Linked DNA regions of Zea mays: all the other regions are linked to region 1. A link is a contact called in public Hi-C data. All regions are on one chromosome and are shown on one strand. The core of a region is the stretch at or near the end of the contact, and the rest is flanking DNA. Distances in the headings are between cores, read along the strand shown.

What was found. Hi-C and Micro-C count contacts between places; a contact is called where the count stands out from the background.
Region 2: a contact with region 1 is called in a Hi-C map of ear, with 2.1 times the contacts expected there. The contact joins two enhancer-like sites. A contact is called at or near these places in 4 of 25 Hi-C or Micro-C datasets (ear, endosperm, leaf and 1 more).
Region 3: a contact with region 1 is called in a Hi-C map of root tip, with 8 times the contacts expected there. The contact joins the promoter of LOC103626874 here to the enhancer-like site in region 1. A contact is called at or near these places in 14 of 25 Hi-C or Micro-C datasets (bundle sheath, ear, leaf and 4 more) and 1 of 3 datasets of contacts at active chromatin or transcription factors (leaf).

Annotation. Positions count from the first base shown.
Region 1 is chr5:128,949,574-128,952,919 of Zm-B73-REFERENCE-NAM-5.0, reverse strand. It overlaps LOC100280502 (SNARE-interacting protein KEULE), which reads left to right. Exons shown (of 21, transcript NM_001153422.1): 21 at 1-139. Among protein-coding and RNA genes, the nearest start is that of LOC100280502, 92 kb to the left of the region's middle. Within about 2 kb of position 1,704, at least 16 of the 20 cell types and tissues checked have an H3K27ac peak or open chromatin away from gene starts, as enhancers often do. A contact at or near this core is called in bundle sheath, ear, leaf and 3 more, where this site is marked.
Region 2 is chr5:128,743,502-128,746,847 of Zm-B73-REFERENCE-NAM-5.0, reverse strand. No RefSeq gene overlaps it. Among protein-coding and RNA genes, the nearest start is that of LOC103626874, 59 kb to the left of the region's middle. Within about 2 kb of position 1,462, at least 15 of the 20 cell types and tissues checked have an H3K27ac peak or open chromatin away from gene starts, as enhancers often do. A contact at or near this core is called in ear, leaf and tassel, where this site is marked.
Region 3 is chr5:128,802,214-128,805,559 of Zm-B73-REFERENCE-NAM-5.0, reverse strand. It overlaps LOC103626874, which reads right to left and starts at 1,826. Exons shown (of 1, transcript XM_008647228.2): 1 at 1-1,826. The coding sequence starts at 1,263.

The sequences.
Region 1 (3,346 bases), core at 455-2,954:
CATTCGGTGAAATGCATTCTTAATACCACTTTTACTGGTGAATGTAAGAAAAAAACTGTTATGCAATTAATCTTTTCATGCAATTATTGTGCAACCAAAATACCAGAAGTCATGAGAAGTTCTCAAAATTTTATTGATGAATTTTATTTACTCAATCGATCTATCAAATTTTAAATCTAATTTATCCTACGTTAAAGAGATATATTAAAAATATTCTATCATTTTTGAATTCTTCATATCCACTACCGGAATTTGGCTCTTCGCCGAGTGTCAAATATTTTGCCGAGTGTCACGCAAAAACGGTCTCGCATGTAGAAACTATCAAAATAGAACTTGTAAATCTAGAAAAGTTATGTCTTTTATTTAGTGCCTTAAATAATCAAATTACTTTCGATTGGTTATAGTATATGAGAAATGAAAATGTAATATGGACATAATTTATATAGTAGTGTAGTGGTAAATGAGGGTATGCGCGAGGGAGGTTGCGAGTTCGAATCTCACCATCCACAAAACATACAAAACATGTAAATATGATACAAAATAATAGTGAAAAATGATTAGACGATGAGTATGGTAGTAATAGTTAGTGGTTGGAGAGACGTTCCTATAATTTAAAAAATGTTTTGCTGTTTTTTTGGGGTTTTTTCGATTCTTAATTTGTCGAGTGCTTTTCTTTGCTGAGTGTCTGAAAAAAGTACTCGGTAAAAAATCCTTTGCCGATAAAATGTTTACCAAGTATTTTTTTCTGAGTGTTAGGGTTTAGGGTTTACACTCGGTAAAAGTTTTGACGAGTGTAAAATGACCTTTGCCGAGTGTCTATTTTCAAATGGAAGATTTACTCCCGCAGTTGGGTCACGGGCCGTTCAACCACATGTCGCAGATAGTTCGCGTCACCGCAGGAAGCATTGCATGGCGGTCCAGTGATCTATCACAGACCGCCATCGGCATTTACCTCGCAGAGCCGAACGTAAGGTATTTCTCATCATGAGAAGACCCTATGCTTCGTTGTTGTTTGTCTCCAAATAGGTGGTGGCCATCATATAGGTGGTGTCCTATAAAGCAACGATAGAGGTAGAGTTCAATAGCGTATTGGAGATAGTGTTATTTATATTACATCTTATTTACTATATCGTTCTCCAAAGTCTCGACCCTACTGGATCATCACCAAGGTCTATACTCATTGTTGTGACGATCTAGGGATCGTTAGTGATTGGTGTCTAAATTGACGCCAACACTCTATACATAAGGCGCTCTTTTGTTACGTTTATTTATTTTTATACTTTAGACAATGAATTATATATATATATATATATATATATATATATATATATATATATATATATATATATATATATATATATATATATATATATATATATATATATATAAAGATATTTGAGAGTATAATACTGAAAAAAGTTCTTAATATATATCTTAGGTGAATGAAACACAGAGGAGGAAGAATAGAAGGATACTCTCGAGACAGCGCGAGGATACGGATATAGGGTCGGTTGCATTATTATTATCCACGATTCCTGAGATGCTTGATGGATCGATGCCGAGCAAAGCCGAATCAGCCGTGTATATTTGTTTAATATAATAATTACAGCTTGTTGCTGGTTTCAGCCGCTGAGCAGTCTGGGGGCGTGCTGGTCCTCCCCGTCTCCGGTGGTGGTGGGCCGTGGGGCCCACCGTGTCCAACATCCAAATCTGCGCTTTTGACCGGTTTGGAATAAAGTGATGCTGAATGTCAGGCCATGCCACGTCCCTCTTTGATTAGGGTTTGAAGTCTACCAGTACAGCAGTACTACAGGTTTATGACCCCTAGGCTACGGCATAGCAGTAGATTATACTAGCTAGCTAGAGATGGTGAAATGATGGGATAAGCGAATGATATGCATAACGGAGTACTTCTACTACTACTCATGCAGCATGGAGCCATGGAGTGCCTGTTAAAAAGCTACCGCTGCAGTAACGATGGAACACCAATATATATCTCAATTATATTATTGTGAAAAGGGATCATAGAAGAATAATAGATAATTGCTCCCAGGTCTGACTACCCTTTCCTTGCTGCAGAAAAGGCCATGGATGCTTTTCCCAGATGTGTCAGCGGTGGAACTAGTAGTTAATTTAATAACCACTACCATCATCATCTCTCCAGCATTTACATATATTTTACTGCGCTGCGCCAGCCTGATGCGCAGAGGTGTATGTATGATGCATGGGTCCGTTCATTCATCAATCAGCCGTACGTGCATTCTCTTTGATTACCAGCAGATCACGCGCGCGACCTGAACCATATGTGTTGAACAATCCCAGATGGATACACGCAAGTCGTAGCTGGACTGGACCTCATAAATATTTTCAATAACAGTTGAATCAAAACCTAGTACGATGAACAGAAACAAAATAGAGTAATAGGATTGTATACCGTTGAGACAAAGAAGTATACCCTGCAGCAGTAGATAACGGGCATGGTCAGCTTTCTTAAGTGGCGGAGGATGCCTAGAATTTAAGGTACGGTGGATTTTATGTATGACTACATGTACAAATCTGTGTACATGTATAAATAAACATGTGAATTGGTCAACTAGACAGGGGATTTACCGATTTGGGATTACCTGATTAGGAACGAATTACTATTGAACGGTGTCTTCCTCCTTCGCTCGGTGCCCGCGTGTCGGGGACCATAATTAGGGGTACCCTCAAGACTCCTAATTCTCAGCTGGTAACCCCCATCAGCACAAATTTGCAAAGGCCTGATGGGTGCGACTAAGTCAGGGATCGGTCCATTCGAGGGACTCGATCACGCCTCGCCCGAGCCCAGCCTCGGGCAAGGGCAGCCGACTCCGGAGGATCTCCGTCTCGCCCGAGGCCCCCCTCCAGCGACGAACATACTTTCGGCTCGCCCGAGGCCCAGTCTTCGCCAAGAAGCAACCCTGGCCAAATCGCCACGCCAACCGACCAAATCGCAGGGGCATTTAATGCAAAGGTGGCCTGACACCTTTATCCTGATGCGCGTCCTCCAGTCGATAGAGCCGAAGTGACCGCAGTCACTTCGCCGCTCCACAGTCCGGCCTGACAGAAGGACAGCGCCGCCTGCGCCGCTCCGACTGCTGTGCCGCTCGACAGAGTGAGGCTGACAGGCAGTCAGGCCCGGCCTCAGGCACCATAGGAAACTCCGCTCCGCCCGACCCAGGGCTCGGACTCGGGCTCAGTCCCGGAAGACGGCGAACTCCGCTTCGCCCGACCCAGGGCTCGGACTCGGGCTCAGTCCCGGAAGATGGCGAACTCCGCTCCGCCCGACCCAGAGCTCGGACTCGGGCTCAGTCCCGGAAGACGG
Region 2 (3,346 bases), core at 213-2,712, 210 kb after region 1:
ACAAACTACTTAAGAATATTCCATGCATTGCTAAGAGATTGTAGGTTCGAGGATCACTAAAATCGGAGTTACAGTTAAAAAGATATAGTTTTCTGCAGTTCTTAGGAGATTAAATAAGAAATATATATTCTATGTTAATTAATATAAATCAAGTGAGAAAATATTACAATGAAATAGTTATTAAACCTTAATCCAAGTTACAACTTGATTATGGATCATATTTTAGTTAGGTTATAACTATAGATAGATTATCTTTGTTTAGCAAGATTAATATACTAAGCATCGGTTAAACCAATAGTTTTCTGATAACATGTTACCTGATAAAATAATGTTACAAAAAGCGTAGGCAATAATATTACGAAGCTAATGCAACTGGAATGGACTAAATCGGAGTTAAAATGGTCAAGTTATGATTCATCTAAGATTTTTAGGTTTATTTTTATATCAAAATCATTTTCTAGAGTTAATCCTAATTCCTGGACTGCGGGTAATAAACTCCAATAACTTAGGGTTCAATTTTCAAAGACAAGGACTCTTTTGCGACGTTTTTACTATGGGGATGGTGGGTTGAATGCGTAATAACATAGGAACACTTTAACAAGTTTGCTCGGCTGAAGGGGTACCCTTATACTACAGTCGACTGATTCCCATCCAATGGATCAGACTATATCCACAATCTATTGAACCGATACGCGATTCTGGCCCTCAGATCCGAGATCTATGATCAAGATTTTATGATTGCTTGATTTGCTCCGCATCATCGGATAAAAGATCTACGACTCTGCTTCGATGGAATGAAAGGCTAACTAGGATCTAATCTTAGACACCCGTCTTCCTCCCCCAGCTTCAGTCGGTGGCGCCGCCCAGTAACGTAGCGAGCCCACGCCGGAGAACGCAGATGCGCGGTTCCAGTGCTTTATCATCTAGTATGGAACACACTACTCGATGCTCAGGTCATAGCGAGTTAGAGAGAGTAGGTTCTTACTAAAATCGAACACCAGCGCGTGTAGTCAATGGAGAACAACGACTCGGTGGCAGTTCTTCAACATCGACAAGAAATCATCGTGCCCCAATGACTCCCCGCACTCGAGTTGTCGCTGGCCAAGATCACCACTCCCCGGCGCACCATCCTAGCCGCACACGGGACATCGAGCAAGGGCGCACATGACGATCTACGATGGTGGCTATTCGGCTGTTCCCCCGGTGCCACACTCTCTACATTGAGGAAACACCATGCCCTATGGCCCTGCTCTCTGGCTAGATGATCCCATGGGCCTGGGGAAGGTCCGTTTTTATATCCCGGCCAAGGACACCAGCTGGCAAACCGTTCTAACGGCCCCGCGGAGGATTTGGAGGTGAGGATTCTGTTTGGGATTTAGCGCGGAGTGGTGACACCTGGGAAGATGGTTCTGTGAAGATGGTCCCACGCGCCAGCGTCTCAGGTGCCAGTGTGTCCAGCACATGTGAGGATGAGCAATGGACCCTGCATGGTGGTGACCGGTCGCTAAATGGATTACTGGTCACAAGATGCAGTGGAGTTGGGCTAGCGTGGGAATGGGCTAGCTGGGTCGTTGGCTTGGTTGGCCTAGTTGTGGGAAAACGTGGCCCATGTGAGCAGTTTCCCATTTATATATTTTTCTTTTTTTAATTTAAGCAAACACTTTTAATCATGCCACACACATATTGTTCTCTTTGAAGAAAACATTATTTTGGATGTGAAGTTCAATTGAAAGTCCTTTCAAATATTCTTATTTATTATTTGTTGTTAAAATAAAATTTATAATATATAATCTCCATTAAGAAATACGAGTGACTATTTCAAAATATATAGCAAAAGTCCATATAATGATCTTTTGCATTTAATCGACTATATAGAGTTCATATTTATTTAGATCTTCAAAAATATTTTTAATAAATCCCTAAGCATGATTTTAGGTATTACAAATTATACCCCCTTAGAAATAATCTCATCCTCAAGATTAGTAAGAAAAGAGATATAGTTATTTCCGTTTTGTTTATAGTTTTAGTTTCTTGTTTTTTTTGAATTGGTTTCAATATCAAAAAGTTTTCTCATCTTTTCTCATTAATTAGTGAGTGATTAGGAAAGCATTAGCATTCTTTTATGTCTAGCCAACTAGCAGGCACAATGAGATTTGGTTGACAGTGAGGATAGGTCGAGGTAAGAAAAGTTAGGGTAAGAAAAGCTTTAATCTGGATGATGGATCTTTGACTCATTTTAGAGATCGGGTCTTGGTATTGCCATACGAGTTAGGGACATGTGGTTAAGACATATTTGTAGGTAAACCAAATAGCTTAGTAGGTAGAGTAGGGGGCTTAGCGGGGGGTTATAAGCTAATTGAGATTAGTCAGAATCTGGTTTTGTTGTTTTGCTTCTAGGTTAGGCTAGATAGGTCATACAACCTACTATGCATGCTAGTTTGTTGTTCACTGCCGAGTTGGGCTAAGGCACCAACTTAAGTTTAGGTGAACAAGGTGGGAAAAGAGGTTCTAGGTGTAGAGTTTAATCTATTAAATAATTTAGGTCAATTTACTCTACTGTCACACCCAGATTTAAGGGCCAAACCCGGTGTGAATCAAATGTGTGCTAGGATCAAGTCTCATACATATGATGACTCATGGTACAGAAGCAATGTCATATATTTGTTATAAAGTATAATTTCTATACAAAATAGTTAAATAATTACATCATACGAAGACAACGATCCTTTGCAACCATAGTTGACTTGGAGACGATGGCCTAGACCTCTCACGAACTCCTCGAGACCTCCTTCATGCTCCTCATCTAGTGGGTACATATCCTTGACCTGGGGGATATGAGTACAGCAAGGGTGAGCTGACATACGTTCATCGCTTAACAAGTTGTGGGGAATAATGTGCATGAGCTCACTTACAGTGGGGGCTCATGTGAAGTATAAGGCCTACCAAATAAGATGGTTAAAGCTGCGCATTGCTTTTAAAGTTGGTCAAAGTTTTATTAGTAGTTACTAAGTATAAGTAGATACCAACCCAATCAAATAAGAGATCAAAATTAATAATAAAACCACAATGAAATGCATATGATAGATTAAGTTTAATTCCATAATTTAATCATGCGAGAGTTCTGAGTCGCTCTTGACCGCGAGCACGGATGATATACCAGTTTTACACTCTGCAGTGGTTGCACCCTTTAACCATAAGTCGTGTTATCCATTTGCCAAGGAATCGCGACTTCCCATTCATCTCTGCCGAGGAGACGAGTCAGGGTAGCAGTATGAGGCCTTTACAAAGTTCCACTAGCTTCAGAAATCCCGCTACGATTTCTAAAGAGAGCGATATAGGAATCCCT
Region 3 (3,346 bases), core at 577-3,076, 150 kb after region 1:
GAAGCTATGGATTTGACAAGATAGGTTCACCATCCAGTAGTTCTTCTTCTCAAGATCACGCAGCGCCTTCGATTTGAAGCGGTCAGAAATTATGCCTGCGCAGCGGTGGAGGTCGCTAGAGGAACCTGAGGCTGAGACTGAAGCCACGGCCTCCAGCATGAGCTCCTCGGCGTAGTCTGAGGGCGCCATGGCGGGTACCGGCACAGCGCGATGGAACACGGACGTGCCATTCGGGAGGTTGACACAGAGAGTGACCACCTGCTCCCGCCAGCCGTCGGCGGCAAGCTGGAAGAAGAGCGCGTCCCGAACACGCGCGGTGGCGTCGGCGCGCGCCTCGGCGAAGCGGGCGTCGAGGCGTGGACCAGCGAGGTCGGCGCGCTGCAGGTCCGGTAGCCCGACATGGCGTAGGAAGGCCCGGAGCTTGGGGTGGCTAGCGGCAGAGAGCGACACGCCAGGCGATGACTCCAGGAACCAGTCGGACAGCAAGGCGAGCGCCGCGTCAGCCTGCGGCTTGGGCATCATGGTGACCGGCGATGCCTTGGGTGACTTAAGGCGCTTGACGCTGTCCTCGAGCATGGCGAGAGCGCTGAAGTCGCCTTTACCGCCGGAGAGCACGAGCTCCGACTGGTGTGGCGGAGGGGGCGCCGGCAGCGCGGGCAACGCCGAAGGGTAGACCAAGGACGGGTCAACAACGACGAGGTGATGATGGTGAGACACGGGTTCCGCCGGCGTGTACGCGGGTGGCATGGAATGGCGCTTGCGACTGCCGGATTGTTGTTGTTGGTGGTGGTGGTGGTGCGGATTGGAGTGGTGGTGCGACGAGGAGGGCGCGATGGAGGAGATGGGGACAGGGGATGAGGCGGTGGAGTTGGACGGCAGCGCGAGCTGCTGCGTGGGCGTGGGCGCCGGCTGCAAGGCCGAGGCGCCGGCGGGTCCCGGCGGCGGGGAAGCGAAGTTGGGGCAGGTACCACGCTTGAGGTGCTCGGAGGCGGTCCTTGACGGGTTGGAGGCAGAGAAGACGGCGGAGCAGAGGGCGCAGCGCAACTTGACGGCCTTGGGCGGCATGCCGGTTTCGGCGGGCGGGACGAGAACGGGCTCGAGGTGCGCCCAGTACCAGGCGCCCTTGCCCTTGACCGCCTTGGCCCGCACAGTGAGGAGGGCCTCGTAGCGCTTCAGCGCGGCGCGCGCGGCGGCCTCCTCGCCGACCATTGCGGGCGCCGCGGCCGCGGCCGCCTCCTCCTCCTTGGCCGTTGCCGTGGACATGGCAGCCGGGCCCGCCTCGCCGCCCAGCGAACAAGGGGCAGACGAACCGACCAGCCAACTAACGATCGGCAAACCGATCGCGAAGCGCGGTACGGAGAAAAGAAAGGGAACCACCCCACCCCCTCTTCCTTTCCGGTCACCAACCCGCCAATCGAATCCCGCTGTGGCAGCGGCGTGGGATTTCCCGCGGCGGGCGGCTAATGCGGGAGTCGGCACCCGGCGGCGCGCGCGGACGGCGATCGAAGCTGCACATTGGGCGGCGGCGGCCGCGGTGGGCCGTCCATGCGCGCGCGGGGGCCGGGGGGGCGGTGGGGTATTTCGTGGAGGTTTTAGGGGGTTTAGAAAGGAAGATTTGGGATGCGGGAGAGGAGAAAACAATGCGATGCGATGCCGATGCTGCAAGGTAGAAAGGGAGAGGAGAGAGACAGAAGAAAAAGGGTTGATAGGGACAAAACGAGGACGAGATCGATGAATTGAAGAAGAGTCTCACCCTCTCGACCGTGTCCGCCAAATACCAATATATAATAGTATGTGAATATGACATTTTTTTTTCTTTTTCATTCAACCAGCCAAAACTGCTGGGGAGGAAGGAAAGCAGTCAATCTGTTGTGAGGGGCGATATAAACTACCAAAATACCTTTCAAAAAAGCATCATCTATTTTATAACACAATTTAAATCCTAAAACATCATCTATTAGTGGAGAGGTCACCCACTGGCCACTGGCGTGATATTTGTGCTCACTGATGGTGCAGCAGTTGCTGTGCTGGTAGCGGGCGGTAGGCGGGGTGAAGACTAGACTCGGATGGATGGGTAGTCATATCGAGGACGAAGGAAAGATGGACGATGGAGATGGGAAGGAGTGCACAGGCCAAGCCCCATTCTCACCATATCAAGAATGCAACACTGTCCTCTTGGTATAGGTTCAAGTAAAGCCTACAGTATATGAAGAATAGTATACTAGGAAAGACCACGCCTGGTACACTACAATACTCCGGGTTGTACATACCATAATGACCTAGTGAAATAGATAGGTTGCAAAGCAGCCTTCAGAGTCAGCAACGGCAGCTAATGATACAGCCACTGAGGGACACTCGGATAGCTGGTCTCCCTGTACAGGGGAGGGGGCTACTGTATCCTTCCGCGCTACTGTATTCCCTCCAGATTAATTGCGTTCCCAACATAGACCCGGTACCAATTCTGGGATGGGGTATGACACGCATTGCCACCCACCTGGAAAAAAAAAGCGCTATTCACATTGATGGGCGACGTTTGAAACAGCTAGCCACGTTCGTTGAATTTCCTGGATTTGTTTCAAGGACACACAACAAGGCGTACATGCATGGATTATTTACGGGTTCCAGATGGAAACCGGGCGCAATCTTGATTGCTGCTGCTTTTTTTTTTTCCAAATCCACGCCAACTTTTTATGGGCAGAGGGCTCATCTCTGTCTTTAGATTTGGGGGAAAAACTTCAGTTGTTGTTTGGATCACTGGTTGAAATAATAGATCTGTTGGTTAGAAAAGCTATTGTTTCACAACTGTTCAGGATGACTTCAAAAGGACCTATTAATAGTGCTTTGGTCCTCGCCTAGTATTTCTCTTTTATCTTTGTAGATGAACCTAGCTTTGTAGTTTGTACATATTATTGCTTGCACCATTCACAAGTCATTTCCCCTCTCTGAAAAATCAATAAGATTTACTCTAGGTTCTTAATAGGCAGTAGTAGCGCAATATTTACAGCTGAGAAATAGAGAAACAATGTACAAAAACAAAGGAAATGTATAGGAATGAGATTGTAAAACAGAAAAATAGAAAACGTAGAAAAAAGATCAAAAGTGGTGTTTGTAATGTAGGAATCCATGATACAAGAACAAAAAACACATGAATAATAAGCTAACTCGCAATGTGTCCGTACGTTGCTACAGTTTTATTTATATTTAAATATAGAATAAACATAAAAACATATGTGTTTCGTTGGCTAAGTAGGTGTGAACGTGGGTTTAAACCCGACAACCATGGTTTGCATCTCCATTTATACGTATTTTTAGTATTTTTACTATTTAAATTAAATGTGGGAAAACA